Linked DNA regions of Mus musculus: regions 1, 2, 4 and 5 are each linked to region 3. The links are chromatin contacts, called in public ChIA-PET, Hi-C and HiChIP or PLAC-seq maps. All regions are on one chromosome and are shown on one strand. Each heading gives the region's core, a stretch centred on a gene start, on an enhancer-like site or on the middle of the called end of the contact. The rest is flanking DNA. Distances are from core to core; before and after follow the strand shown. Region 1 overlaps Nrip1 (nuclear receptor interacting protein 1). Region 2 has its middle 17 kb from the start of Gm30569. Region 3 has its middle 99 kb from the start of Gm30790. Region 4 overlaps Gm30507 (a long non-coding RNA gene). Region 5 overlaps Gm30507 (a long non-coding RNA gene).

What was found. HiChIP or PLAC-seq counts read pairs in DNA pulled down with a chosen protein or histone mark. Hi-C and Micro-C count contacts between places; a contact is called where the count stands out from the background. ChIA-PET counts read pairs in DNA pulled down with a chosen protein or histone mark.
Region 1: a contact with region 3 is called in a BATF HiChIP or PLAC-seq map of CD8 T cells, with 5 read pairs. The contact joins two enhancer-like sites. A contact is called at or near these places in 1 of 484 Hi-C or Micro-C datasets (CD4 T cells) and 4 of 115 datasets of contacts at active chromatin or transcription factors (CD8 T cells, effector CD8 T cells, embryonic stem cells and 1 more).
Region 2: an RNA polymerase II ChIA-PET map of memory CD8 T cells shows a contact between it and region 3, with 10 read pairs. The contact joins two enhancer-like sites. A contact is called at or near these places in 3 of 484 Hi-C or Micro-C datasets (the G1E-ER4 cell line, cerebral cortex and group 2 innate lymphoid cells), 1 of 115 datasets of contacts at active chromatin or transcription factors (memory CD8 T cells) and 1 of 9 other capture datasets (embryonic stem cells).
Region 4: a contact with region 3 is called in a Hi-C map of CD4 T cells, with 2.2 times the contacts expected there. The contact joins two enhancer-like sites. A contact is called at or near these places in 1 of 484 Hi-C or Micro-C datasets (CD4 T cells), 1 of 115 datasets of contacts at active chromatin or transcription factors (T-cell acute lymphoblastic leukemia) and 1 of 9 other capture datasets (embryonic stem cells).
Region 5: a CTCF HiChIP or PLAC-seq map of CD8 T cells shows a contact between it and region 3, with 5 read pairs. The contact joins two enhancer-like sites. A contact is called at or near these places in 1 of 15 datasets of contacts at CTCF or cohesin (CD8 T cells), 2 of 484 Hi-C or Micro-C datasets (CD4 T cells and bone marrow-derived macrophages), 6 of 115 datasets of contacts at active chromatin or transcription factors (CD8 T cells, bone marrow-derived macrophages, embryonic stem cells and 2 more) and 1 of 9 other capture datasets (embryonic stem cells).

What each region holds. Positions count from the first base shown.
Region 1 is chr16:76,336,187-76,338,886 of GRCm38.p6, forward strand. The region is part of intron 2 of Nrip1 (nuclear receptor interacting protein 1); the gene reads right to left. Among named protein-coding and RNA genes, the nearest start is that of Nrip1, 36 kb to the right of the region's middle. Within about 2 kb of position 1,370, at least 39 of the 459 cell types and tissues checked have an H3K27ac peak or open chromatin away from gene starts, as enhancers often do. A contact at or near this core is called in CD8 T cells, effector CD8 T cells and memory CD8 T cells, where this site is marked.
Region 2 is chr16:76,282,628-76,285,327 of GRCm38.p6, forward strand. No RefSeq gene overlaps it. Among named protein-coding and RNA genes, the nearest start is that of Gm30569, 17 kb to the right of the region's middle. Within about 2 kb of position 1,379, at least 22 of the 459 cell types and tissues checked have an H3K27ac peak or open chromatin away from gene starts, as enhancers often do. A contact at or near this core is called in group 2 innate lymphoid cells and memory CD8 T cells, where this site is marked.
Region 3 is chr16:76,679,120-76,681,819 of GRCm38.p6, forward strand. No RefSeq gene overlaps it. Among named protein-coding and RNA genes, the nearest start is that of Gm30790, 99 kb to the right of the region's middle. Within about 2 kb of position 1,297, at least 120 of the 459 cell types and tissues checked have an H3K27ac peak or open chromatin away from gene starts, as enhancers often do. A contact at or near this core is called in CD8 T cells, effector CD8 T cells, group 2 innate lymphoid cells and 1 more, where this site is marked.
Region 4 is chr16:76,245,015-76,247,714 of GRCm38.p6, forward strand. The region is part of intron 1 of Gm30507 (a long non-coding RNA gene); the gene reads right to left. Among named protein-coding and RNA genes, the nearest start is that of Gm30507, 3.2 kb to the right of the region's middle. Within about 2 kb of position 1,432, at least 5 of the 459 cell types and tissues checked have an H3K27ac peak or open chromatin away from gene starts, as enhancers often do.
Region 5 is chr16:76,224,115-76,226,814 of GRCm38.p6, forward strand. All of the region lies in intron 2 of Gm30507 (a long non-coding RNA gene), which reads right to left. Among named protein-coding and RNA genes, the nearest start is that of Gm30507, 24 kb to the right of the region's middle. Within about 2 kb of position 1,272, at least 81 of the 459 cell types and tissues checked have an H3K27ac peak or open chromatin away from gene starts, as enhancers often do. A contact at or near this core is called in CD8 T cells and memory CD8 T cells, where this site is marked.

The DNA of each region.
Region 1 (2,700 bases), core at 120-2,619, 340 kb before region 3:
AAAAAATCATCTGGAATGTATTCAATTCCTTAGAAGTCAAGAGTGAGATAATCTAATCAAATAAAAATTAGTAAACTGAACGAGGACTGAAAAGTTCTTCAAAGAATAAGACTTCACCGGCACACAATATGGTGACTGTCATAATTCCTCACCAGAACTCTCGATGAAGTGACAAAGACCACCCCACCAACACTACAATAACTACCATTTTTCACTGGAAACAAATCGTCAGTTGGAAATGATGGTGGGTGGATCTGGTTGCACTAATTCACTTTCTATGGCTGTGATTAAACCCCAACAAAAGAAAGCCACACTGGGGAGGAGGAGGTTTACTTCATCTTACCTCTTAAGGATCCATAAATGAGAAGTCAGGTCAACAACTCAAACAGCAACAGAAGCAGAGGCAATGGAGGAATGCTGCTTACTGGCTTGCTCCTCCTGACTTTCTCAGCTTGCTTTCCAATCCAGGGCCACCTACTCACCGCCCATAGTGGGCTAGGCCCTCCCATACCAATCATTAAAGAAGAAACTCCACCCTCCCCCACTCCTCTCATTCTCCTACTCCCTCACTCACCCACCTACCCACCCAAAACCCCACCCCATCCCACACCCCAGCTTGCCTACAGGCCTAACTTGTAGAGACATTTGCTCAACTGAATTTCCCTCTTCCCAGAAGGTCCTATATAGCTAGGGTCAATTTCACACACACACACACACACACACACACACACACACACACAGTGACCATCAGACTCCTCCACTCCAGATGAGAAAAGGGGTGTGTGGGGGGGTGTCTAGCCACTTGGGGAATGAAAGAGCTGAAAGCTTTGCACAGTTACATGCGTGTATACTTTCACAATGTCACAACAGTTTCACACAGGGTTATTTAAGGAAGAGAAACCGATACAAGTCCGAAACGTGCATGCAAATGAGATCGGTATCAATCCTCGTAGCCAAGACGGTAAGCAAAGCAAACAGTCGTGCAGTGATGGACAGATAAGTGTGAGGTGGTAACCAGAAACAAAACACAAACAAAGGGAAGCCACTGTGACTGCAGACCAAGGCTCAGAGCCTAAGGATCAGTGATGGAGGAAGCCCCACGTTGTGTAATCGTATCCCACGTGGAGGGGACAGCTAGAAGAGTGGAATTGTGGCGGGAAAAGCAGACCAACTCCTGGCCAGAGAAGGGACAGCACTGTAAGTGAGCAGGGGATGCAGACAAGACCACCATCTTCTAAAAAAAAGACAGCTGCCATCACTGACATCTGGAAAATGTATTTGAATCCTGCAAGTCAATCCTGCCAGTGTGTGAAGTAGGTGGTGTTTCAATGACAGGTCTCGCTGGAGCAGAGGCTTCAGAAAACACACAGCGTTTAGAAAACGAAACTGTCTTAAAAGGAGTCTCATGCAGCAAGAAATCAAGCTTTTCTCATTTCCACGAGTTAAAGAAAAAACACAATCTAAGATAAACATAACGTGTTACAGTCAGAACGAGCCTGAAACGAGCTATTCAGCACAGGCTATTCCTTCTCCCTCTCACACCACAGGGGAATGTAGTCTACTGCATAGAAACCATGAAAAGAGTTAAATAGTTCTTTAAAAATTAACAGCTGCTATACCACGGAGAGATTCTATTCCTAAGTATATTGAGACAGGACATGCTAACTTGGTCTACACACGAATTCCCAGGATACTATCACCATCCATTTTCCAAATGGTAAATAACGTGTTAAACCGGACCAGTGGAATATTATTCAACCATAAAAAAAGAATGAAGAATGCTGTGCTGCATTCTACAAACATTTCAATTTTATCACTTACTGAAAATAGCCAGTCAACACAAAGCACATGTGTATAGAAAAAAGCAAACAAACCCAGAAACTGACAAGGAAACACTCAACAACAAAATATACTTAAAGAATATAAGTAAGTTGTAACCACCATCCGCTCTTGTCTATGGCAAGAACATTGGAGACACTGTTGGGACAAACTAAACAACCTAACTTGCTATGTGCAGGAAGCCACAATGGAAGAAAACAATTCTTCTCAAATCAAATCAATACATTCCACACGATGTCAATCTAATTTCAAAAGACTCTATAAACGGACTAAACAGATCTGAAACAGCCAATCGCATTATTCCATCAGTCCACAGAGACTCCGAGAGAAGCCTTGCTCTGTCAAACACTAGGGCTCACCCACTATGGAGCTCTGAAAGTTAAGCTGTGAAGACATCAAGCTCTGGAAACAACAGACTACTGACACATGGGTAGGAGCCATCACAGGCAACACAAGCTGCGCTGTAGGTCCCAGCGCCATTCTGCATCCTGAAATAACCAGTTATCTATTGTCAGAATACAAGGAATTAAAGTTTCACAGATGAAGGCAAGGGTCTAATATTTTTACAAACGATAAAGAGATTGTGAACCCCAAGCCTGAGGCAGGAAGTTGGGGAGTTAAGGCCATCCTCAGCTACGTAGCAGGTTCAAGGTTGACTTTGTCTCCTCGAAGAGACAAAGAAGGAGAGATAGAAAGAAAATATGAAAAGACAGGGAAGGCTTCTTAAGACGTAGAAACAGGTAACTAGAAAGCTAATGAAGTCAGTTTCATCAGCATTAAAAGCTTCCATTCATTAGTAAGTAAATTTTATTCGCAAGAGTTTAAGATGCAGAGAAGGTAGCCTAACACATTACTATTATT
Region 2 (2,700 bases), core at 129-2,628, 400 kb before region 3:
GGAAGGCCCAGTAGATACAGAAAACTTGAAATGACAAGTTAAAACTCAGAGTGACAGCATATGAGATGGGTGGGAAGCAACAGATTAAGGAAATCTCAGATGAATGATAGTGATCATAAACCAAAGTCAAGGAGGAACTCCATCTGGAGTCATGGTTTTCCAACATAGGGAAAGGGTGATTAGAAAAACCTGGCAGAGAGCATGCACACTGAATTTGAGACTGGGGTAAGCTGAACTTCAGAAGTTAATAGTATGACAACGTAGATGGGTAGACATAAGTTAGAGGAAACATAAACTTTAGGATGGCTGGATACTTAGAAGGAACTTGAAGTCTGAGCTGTTTGAAGGGCCGGATGGTTAGTATCACTGAATGTCGGTATAGGAAGGAGTCTTAATGGAAGAGAATGTTGAACACAGATGATCTTGGCACTCTGAAAGACACTGGGTTATAAAACCAAATGGATTACATGTCAACAGCTCTCTCTCTCTCTCTGGCTAGGATGGGAGGTAGGGACAGAACGTGTTGTTTGTTTCCAGGGAGGAAGGTCTTTAGGAAAGCAAGAATGGGTAGGAGATGGTGGCTCATGCCTATAATCCCAAACCCTGGGAAAATGAATCTAGACTGCTGCAAATCGAAGGCTAGCCTGCACAAGCCTACAGTACTATCCTGTAAAGCCACGCCCCGCCCCTTCCTCCTAAAAGGCTTTAGTTATAGTATAAATGCCCACCACACTTTTAAAGCTTTCAGACTGCCAAGGGGGGTGGGGGTTAAGGGATGTTATCAAATCTGAAAGCTTTGATCTTGTGAGGGACTTTTTAGTTTTATTAGCAGGAAGAAAACAAATTCAAAAAGAGGAAAGGACGTGGGTGGGTGGAAGTTCATAGCTTCTTTGTGGGAGACACAATATTCATCACACTTCCTGGAAAATCTCCTGGTGACTAGATTGGGCTTTTCACATATGTGTTTGATTTTCAGCACCCAGTCTTTCAGCAGAATGAGGGGTAGCACTCCTACCTTCTGGCCTGGCCAGTACCTACTACTGTTCCCCTGAGGGAACTATAGCTGGTTGCTCCATCCCCTCACTCCTGAGAAAACCAAATAGGTTCCTGTACAAGTGGGGATACCCCATGGATTCTTCATAGCCACACAGCCTATACAGAGTCTCCTCTCAGGCCTAACCTGAGACCAAAACCGTGAAGCCAGTGCTCAGGTGCCTGCTTTGATAAGTTTAACTAAGTGAATGATGCTTTGCTCCAAGTAGAGATAAATGAGAGTCAATTTGTTTTTTGTGGGTACCTTAGTTAGAGTTATTATTGCTGTGCTGAAACACCTGGGAGGAAAGGGGTTGTTTGGTTTATACTTCCTTATCACAGTTCATCATCAGAGGAAGTCAGGACAGGAACTCAAACAGGGCAAGAACCTGGAGGCAGGAGTTGATGTAGAGGCCATGAAAGAGCTGCTTACTGGCTTCCTTCCCGTGGCTCACTCAGCCTGTTTTCTTTTAGAGCCCATGATTAGAGGTGTCCCCACCCTCAATGGACTGGACCCTCCCACGTTAATCACTAATTAATGCTCTGTAGGCTTGCCTACAGCCTGATCTTACGGAGGCATTTTCTCAGTTGGGATTCTCTCACCTCAGATGACTCCAGCCTGTGCCCAGTTAACATACAGCTAGTCAGCACAGAGGGAGCCTATGAAGGTATGAAGGGGGCCAAGTGAAGATGGTTCTTGCTCTCTCCCTGAGAAAACAACTACATTCAAAGTTGCCCATGTGGCTGTCAAAGAAGAATCAATGCCCAAAACCAGGCCAGAGGTAAAGGCATGCTTGAAGATACCACAAGGCTGGCTAACACAGCCAATGGGGTGCTCAAAACTTCAAGGGGCTACCCCTAGCTTTCGGGAAGACTCACACAATGGCTGATGGAAGAAAGGCTTCAGCCTCTTAGGAAAAGTGGAGCTTTCTGATTATAGGAAACGCATCCCACTGTTGTCTTTGAATTAAAAAGCCTAAGGCAATAAACCTGGAGCAGCCCTCTTCCCTGGCGTACTGATCACGCAGGAACCATACCTGTAAACCATTGCCTCTTGGACAGTGGTCTCAAAGGTCAACAGTGACAAACACAAATGAGAAGAGATCACTAGAAAAGGACTGCACAGTTTTCTCAAAGTTGGGGGAACATTTCCATTATGGTTGGAAAAACCAAGAGGCAGACAGCAGCTCCTCTTCTCTGTGACATTAAAAAGGCTCAAAAATTCCAATATATATCCTTACACATGCTCATTGGAGTGGGTCAAGTGTGGCAGAAACTTAGAGGATTTTAAGACTAGTTCCAATTATCCTGCTAATTTGGGAATATATTTACTGATTTCTGGAGGAGAGGTCTTTAGCCTACTCTAGAAGATAGCATCTTGAAAACGTAAATAGTATTACATTAACTACTTACAGGACTGGAGGATTAACTCAATGCCACATGCTGCCAGCAGAACACCTACCCTTACGAGCCACCATAGTATCCTCTTACCTACAAATTTTGGGGAACAAAAACCAGAAGGGCACAGCACATTTACCAATTTAATATTTAAAATCTATTTGCTCTAGCAGAACAGGTCAGTTTAGTGATCCCAGTGGCAGGGAATAAAATTTCAATTTGTTGTTGTTGATATTCCCCAAGCCAATTAAGCATGAAATAGAACCTTGC
Region 3 (2,700 bases), core at 47-2,546:
AAACATTATGAATGGCAATATGAATTATCATTACCTTTTTAAATGATCATTTGAGTTAAGAAAGCAAAACGGATGAATATGTCTATTTTAAGTAAGAAGCCATTTCCTTCCCTTACATTCAACCCTAGAGATGTATCTAAAGCAGTAGTTCTCAACCTGTGGGTCGAGACTCTTTTGGCAAACTTCTATCTTCAAAATATTTACACGATGACTTATCACAGTAGCAGAATTATGAAGTGGCAATGAAAATAATCTTATCATTGGAGGGCACCACATCACGGGGAACTGTATTAAAGGTCTCAGCATTAGGGTTATTGGGAACCACTACCAGGTTCTCATTTCTTACTGCAACATCCTCAGGTCTTAAGAGGGTCCCTTGTTGCAGGTGAAGGAAGGGAACCTCAGAGAGATGGGGCACACACAAAACAATCAAAACCATCAACATTAAAATCACTTTTCTGTGCCCCCAGCATATGACCCTTGACCTCTTTCCAAGTATCCCTTGCCCACATATGCTTATGAAATCCAAGTAAAATTGAGAAGCAAATAACGACATAGTTTCCTTCTGGATACCGGAGCTCCTGTCTGTCCATGTACACACACCCATTTCCTAAGTGCATGGTTATATTACCGCAGCAAAGATGTAAACTGATACAGTCTAATTCGAGTGAATTGTTCACTTGGTAAACCTCCCTGGATTTTTTTTCAGTTACAGGTTGGACATTGGCTTCAAATTATTTTCTTGTATCATAACCTTGCCAAGGTCAGAGGTTGGTAGTTCTTTCTCCTGGATCTTGGGGTCCCATTTGCTCAGCCTCGAAACTCTACCTTCTCTCATTTCCCTCCTTTGCCCGGTTACTCTTTATTATGCAGGATCTGGTAAATGCCTCGATGTCAGTTAGGGCTCTCAAATTCACATGCAGTTAGCTGCAGCAGAACTTGCCTTGCTTTTGTGGAAGGAAGCCCAGCTTGTTTCCATTAAATTATAATCGCCATATTTAGGAGATGTCTGAGGCGTTGCGAGGCTCAGCCCAAGCTGGGTGGTATCCTTGGTGGCGGGGGTGTGCGTTTCATTCCGGGCGAAAGAGCACAGAGCTTGTTTATTTCCTGTATTTGCACAGTATGAAGAAGTTCAGTGAAGCAAGTAGTTGGGGTTGAGGTATTTGATGGAGAGGAAAGAAGAATATTTGTTTGTTTGGGCTAGGAGGCAAGTTCAAAGATGGGGACTTTTGTTCTCTGAACCCATAGCGAGCAGCTCCGGTTTCATGTCAAACATCAGGGTTTCGTGCAGGATGTAAATACTTCCTGCTGGCCAAGTCTGTTTCTATAATGGTAACCCGGTAGAGCCTGTGCTACTTGCACTGTGATTGTGCCAAGAGTTCCTGTATTCAACAAGGGAGGTGGAAAGTCAGTCTGGTTTCGCAGCTGTTTTGGGTAAAAACTGGCTCTCCTAGCAGCCCGAGAAACTCACAGTTTTGCTCCTAAGCAAACCATTCATCAGTGGCTTTCACTGCACAGCAACAGCGGTAAGGCTGTCTGGAATATAGTGTGGAAAAATTTGCCTCTGCGCATGTGTGCGTCCTGCTGGGTGTGTGTGGGTGGGATGGGGAGGGGTGGAACTGGAGAACTATAGCTCAGGACCTTCTTTTCCAGCGGGCTACTGATAAATGTAGGTCATTACTGGGTTTCACTTCCTGATTTGTTCGGCACAAGGCAAGGTGCAAATGAACAGAGCTGAAGGTTTCAGCAGTGAATCTTAGTTCCCGGATGGCTTACTGTAACTTCAAAGATGGCTTATCTTCATTTTGATTAATCTCAATATGGCTACGGTTCCTTCGGTTTGCATCCCCATCCCCCATCTCCATGTCAAGTATTTTTTGATTCATAAACAAATGCTTAGGTGTGAAGGGAAGAAGAGAAGAGACTTAAAGCATTCCTGTGGCAAAGAGAAAAATCGCTGTAAGATGTGGGGAGCCCCCGTGAATGGATCTAATTATAGAATGGCTCTCCTACCTCATCTACTCCTGCGCTGGGGGCTCCCTGACTTCCCCCCACAGTTTTCCCAATGTGCGTTCCAACAGATAGTATAGCCGTCTTTGATAAACCCAGTTTAGAGCAGGCACTGTGATCTAGATCACAAAGTTGACATAGGGAATTATGTTCTTTCCTTTGATAAAGAGTTGCCAGAAATGGCAGAAGAGACGTAAGCGATTTTCAAAGTACTTGAAAGAGAGGACATCCCACGGGCTTCCTGATTAATAAGGTGTGCTGTGCACATCTCCCCTCAAAGGAGAGATTTAAAAGGAGAATTGGGTACAGACATCACAAATAGTTTAGAGACGATAAAATTCTAAAGGCAGCCAAAGCTGTAATTTTTTAAAAAACATAACGGAAAATACCAACAGAAATGAGAAAAGCTTCAATTTCTCCCCCTCAGCATAAATTGTCCATATGCTTTGTGTTTTTAGAAGACCATGAATGGAGAGTTTCAGGTGCAGGAGGCTTCCTGGAAAAGCCAACCATTTGCTCTCTGATACAGCACTCTGTCTCCACCAAAGGCATGTCATTGCCATGCAAATGAAGACTCACAGGATTTTCTTTTCTCTCTCTCTTTTTTTAAATAAGACAGAAAAAAGAACAAAAATTTCCATCCATGACTACTTTTCAAATGGCAGTTGCTCAACATTCATTGCTGTTATT
Region 4 (2,700 bases), core at 182-2,681, 430 kb before region 3:
ACAATAGCTCCTGGAGACCTGGTTCTATCCAGCACTGTAGCACATGATGGTATGAGCTCACTTTTATCTTCCTCACTACATATATGCTAACACCTGCAAAGGATGTCTAATTCCTGAATTAATAGGAGCTGAAATTTGCAGTCACCCTTCCCAGAATGGGGGACATCATACTATATTGCTACATTTTCATCTTCTGAAGCCTTCTCAGCCTTCAGACCTGACCCTTCTCCCATCCTCGCTCTTCCCCTTTCCATATATCGATATTGGAGGTTTCCCAGGTCGACAAAAAAATAATTTTTTGAATGAAAATGTATGAAGGTGAAGTTAAATCTAAGCTGACTAGATAAAAATGGCATGATGTTATTCCCAGAAAATAATATTAAACAAAACTATTGTTCACATTGTCAGTCACATGACTAGAACTGGATTTTAAAAATGAAAAATAAGAGGATAATTACCAGTCAGGAAGTCCATCAACAGAATTAATAGGGCTTTGTACATCAAAGAAATAATAGGCTGTGGTGATTTATAACTATAGGACCCTATAATCTATTTTACCTGCATAACTTCATATCATCTGATATTATGTGTGGTAGAAACAGTGTGAAGGATTTTGCTATGGGAAGAAACAGCTATTCAGTAACAGTAGGCTCCTCGGGTATGCTGCCAAGGGGTGAAATGATGTCTGATGGACATGCAAGAGTGACCAACAAAGATTCACAAGGGGACTAAGTCAGGGAAGAGATGGATGCTTCAAGGGTGTGCACCACAGCTTGAAAGGAAGAGAGAAAGACTGTGGCAAGAGCAGGAGGGTAATATGTTAAAAGTTAGAAGGGATTTTTTTTTCAAAAACAAAATTATTTTAGAACATGTATATGTGTTCTATAAGTTCTCAGTTGTTAACCACAGTGAGGAAGGTTTTTAAGGAGGCAATCAGAAAAATACTTAAATGATCACTCTCAACTTCTGAATTCAAAATCTTAGGAAGCTGTTTCTGGTGATGCTCTGAACGTGAAAACCATACATCACCTTTAGAGGCATGGTTCTGCTCATTTGAATACAGAGATGTTGTCATCTTAAACTCAAGCTGGGTCATCTGGCTCTGTTTCTTCTGCGGGGTCTGAATCAGTGCCATATTCTTCTCAGAATCAATATCAGAAGACATTTCCAAGGCACCACAGAATTATGTTGGTTCTTGTTTATCTCTACATATGTGTCCATGTCAACATGATTACCGGCAGAGTGGCAAGGAGCCTTGGGTCTTTAAACACACCCAAGAAAGGCATGTGGTATGGTATAAAAATTGGTTTAAGGCATAAACTAGTGTGGTTAGAAAAGTACCGGAAATTCACCCATTTTAGTGTTTGGTTTTCTTCAAACTCTCCATGCAGGACACTGAGGTCTTGTCTTAAGAAGGCTACCACAGATCAAAACATCATTTTGAATTCTTTGGAAAGACAATCTTCACTTCCTGTGGCGCACTCTTTCACTATGTGGTAAGACATCTGCATTGTTTAAGTCTCAATTTTATTTGCAAACAATGAACAGAGGTTGGCTATGACTCGCAGGAACAACACAAATACGAAACAGGGTAACAGCATGAAGTAGACACTATAGGTGCTTTCTCTGAGTGTTTACTTTCAAAGGCACTAATACTTTGTAAGCTTTCAATATCATTAGGTCTTACACTTTGAAGAATTTGAGATGAACTCTCCATCTTCTATATCTAAGTTTAACAAGTGATTGTCACGTGCCAGTTATATTTGCTATGTATTTGTATATTTCATTACCAAATGAAAATAGCTCCACAGAACTTAATCATTTATGTTTAGCAGGAAACATCGCTGTTCAACATTTAGTTTATCAGAAAGTAATGAATAAAAATACGGCTAACCCCCTTATAAACTCAAGAGATATCATATTATGGTATAAAACTTTAACAAGTTCTTTCAATCCTTTAAGGGAAAGTTCAAACTGCAGATACATTGACAAGAATTTTTAATTTTCTTTATATTATTACATCATCTTCTGTCTACTGAAATATACTATTTTACAACTCATGATATATAACTGTGACTACTTGTATTTCTATATTTCTCTATGATCTATATGGGACTTTTCATTTTTTATTTTATTTATATATTATTTTTTTGTGGTCCTGTTGCTCAGGTCTGGACCTTCTGTAACTGGCACACACTCCAGCTATACATTTTGAGAGACAGTCAAACAGCTTTGCATCTTATTCTAGATTTTTCATCTGGTATAATACCTTTCTCCTAGCATTATATCACCTGAGCCACCTTTGCTTCTGCACATTCCTGTCACCTTATCACAATGCTGACTGAGAAGGACTACCGACTCAGGCACTGTAGCTTCTAAAATAATTGATCAAAACAGTATTGGGTTGTAGAAAAGAGTCAGGATTCCCTGAAGTCTAGACAGGACCTCAGGGTTTCAGTCCACTGTCTTCCAAGTTTACTATGTAGACAGAGGGATCCCCAAGCTATCCCTAGCTATTCAGCTTGTTTTCTATAATATATTACGTTTATTTTGGAAGTCCAGTCTCAATAAGGTCAAAAGTGACAGAAATAGTACAACTACAATAAAGCAAAAATATGCAGTAGGGGTCAGAGTTTAGCCTAGAAGACACTTGGTTGAATGGCAATACATAAAAAGGCCAAGTTTTCTGTCGTATTTGTG
Region 5 (2,700 bases), core at 22-2,521, 460 kb before region 3:
CCACTCCTTCTTGCATTATAGCCCCCTTTCTGTTCAGATGATTTGTGTGTGTGTGTGTGTGTGTGTGTGTGTGTGTGTGTGTGTGTGTGTGTGATTTGTATGAGGTATCAGTGTAAGCCAGAAGAGGACATTGTCTCTTCTGGAACTGGAGTTCCAGGTTGTTGTGAGTCACCTGATGACGGTGAGAGGAAGTGAACTGAGGTCCGGCAAGATGTGTTGTTAATCACAGAGCAATAATCTTGCCAGCCCTCAGACTTTATTAGGGAGAAAGAACCTCATCCTGAAGGTCAAGACCATGTGCCCTAACCAATTACTCTAAAATCATTGCCATCAACCCAAAGAAAACCCATTTCTTGCCTAGAATTGTGTGCATGGCGTTTCAATGTAAATTACAGAACTCTCACGGTGACCTGGAGTGAAGCTCAGTTGTAGATCACTTATGAGACTGTAATGACTTAATTTCAACCTCCAGCTCTGCAAAAACCAAACAGATGAACACCAAGACACCACAAAGCAAAATAAATAACTATGACCGCAACAAGGAATACCATAAATGCAAACAAGAGCCCATAGTCTGAATTCTCTCCCCAACTAAGCAAATCACTACTTAGAAAAGTTAGGAAAGTTTCTGAGGTTATGCAACCAGTATCAGTAAAGAGGTCACTTGGGAACCAAATTTACTGCTTCCCCCTTACGAATTTCAATATTAAAATACAGAAGTCATACCCCCTCTAGGCCACTTGCATCCCGTTGTGAACGGAGACAAACAAAGCCAAATGACCAGGGTGGCTTCTACATTCCTGAAGTCACTGGACCTACTGGCTTCTAAGAGTAGCCCAGCTGAGGCAGCTGGCCAGGTAATCTAAGGCTGCTTCTAGCTCTGCAATCCAGTGACCCTTGACGCTCAACTTGTGCGCCAGAATGCCTGTCATTTCTGAGTATAGAGCGTTCACAGTCCTTTCTGGTAAAAAAAATAGGTTAAGCAAATACAAAGGGACGCTCAGGCTCCTCTGTGGGTCTATGCCTTGGTAACCGGGGATGAAAACTGGTTGATCACAGCAAGCAAGCTTCAGGGTCTACCATTTACAATTGAAATGCTTTACTGGCGAGGTTAAGAGTTCAAAGTTGAGTCACAGTCTGAGGTGGCCCTGCTCTTCCTTTTTAATTATCTGAGGTCAGGAAGTTAATAATACCAGAAATCCCCAATAGAGACCTCCTGTGAACTCTGTGAACTTTAAACTCGCCTCTCTCTATCTCTCTCTTTCTTTTTTTTTTAAATGGGTAAAAAGTTCAGTACAAACACAGCGGACTTTCCTCTTAGTCTCCACCCGTTCACACCCCCACCAAGGTCAAAAGTTCAACTGTAAAACAGAAAGCCTTGTTCTCTGATCCACATTTAAACAGATCACTTATTAAAAGGTAAACATTCCCAAACCAAGCCAAAGTCCAAAATGAATCTGTTCAATAAAAATGAAAATATTGTAATAAAACAAGTCTTTGATCTTTATCTCTTGCCTTGCAATTGGACATCGGGCTTTTTTTTTTTTAAACTTTTTGAATCTTATGAAAAGAATACACTCGTGAACTCTCTGCTCACCCAGTTCTTCCCTGAGATTAGACTCTCTAGAAGAGATAAAATCTCAGACGTTTTCAGGTAGTTCTTTGACTGCCTATCTTAAGACAGCAGAGTCTATTCCTTGTGTGTTCGTTCTTTTGCTTTTGCTTTTAAAAGCACCAAGTGTCAAGTACTGTGGAGTTGAGAAGGGTTTCTCAAAGTCGGTGAAGAATGCAGAAAGAGGAAAGAAACAGGACCACGTACATCATGAACCTCGTGGGAATAAGAGACAAACCAAATCTGACATCCTAAGCAATATTACGACTCACACATGAAGCCAGAGGATAGACACAGTGCTGGCATAGAGACGCAAGGCATATCCTGACTTGGAACTTTCCAACTGATCGTCCTATAAGGCAAAGTCTAAAGTGCCCCTTCTACAAGAGCAAATAACACAGAGTCCATTGTGTTCCGAACACGTCAGTCATTATTCTAAAAGGTCTTACCTTGTGAGTCACCCCATTTGTGGGGGCATGAATAGATGATACATGTCTTAATGTACAAGCCAGACTGGCCTCCAACTCATAACCCTCCTGTCTGAATCTTCCAGGTTGACAGAATTGCAGGTGTTTGTCACCATATTCAGCTCAAAAACTTTTGTAGAAAGATTTTTTTTCTCACAACTTAGTAATTACACAAGAATACTGTCACTTGCTTCCTACTTGAATTTTTTTTAAAGAGTAATAAATACACTCAGTTACAGAAAAAATGACAGGACTTGTGAAATAAAGATATGGTAAATGTATTCATAATTAATATTTTTGCACAGCTTATAAGATTTTCTGGTAATATCTAGCACAAAAATGAGACCTGGATACCGCTCTAAACACACTATGCTCTAGATGCATCCACACTGTGAACAATGTGCCGAGTGACCTCTGAGACGCTGGGATGCATCTGCACAACCCAGCCAGGAACAGCGCAGACAGGAAGGAAGTGTGGGGAGAGCACGCGTTCCTTCCTTCTGCTAGGGCTCCCTTCTCAGCAGCTGTGAGGACGGATGGAAATTCCTTATGAGTCAATCTGAGACTTCAAAGTATGGGATACAGCTTGAGAGACCCAATCTTATTGATTAGGATGCTGAC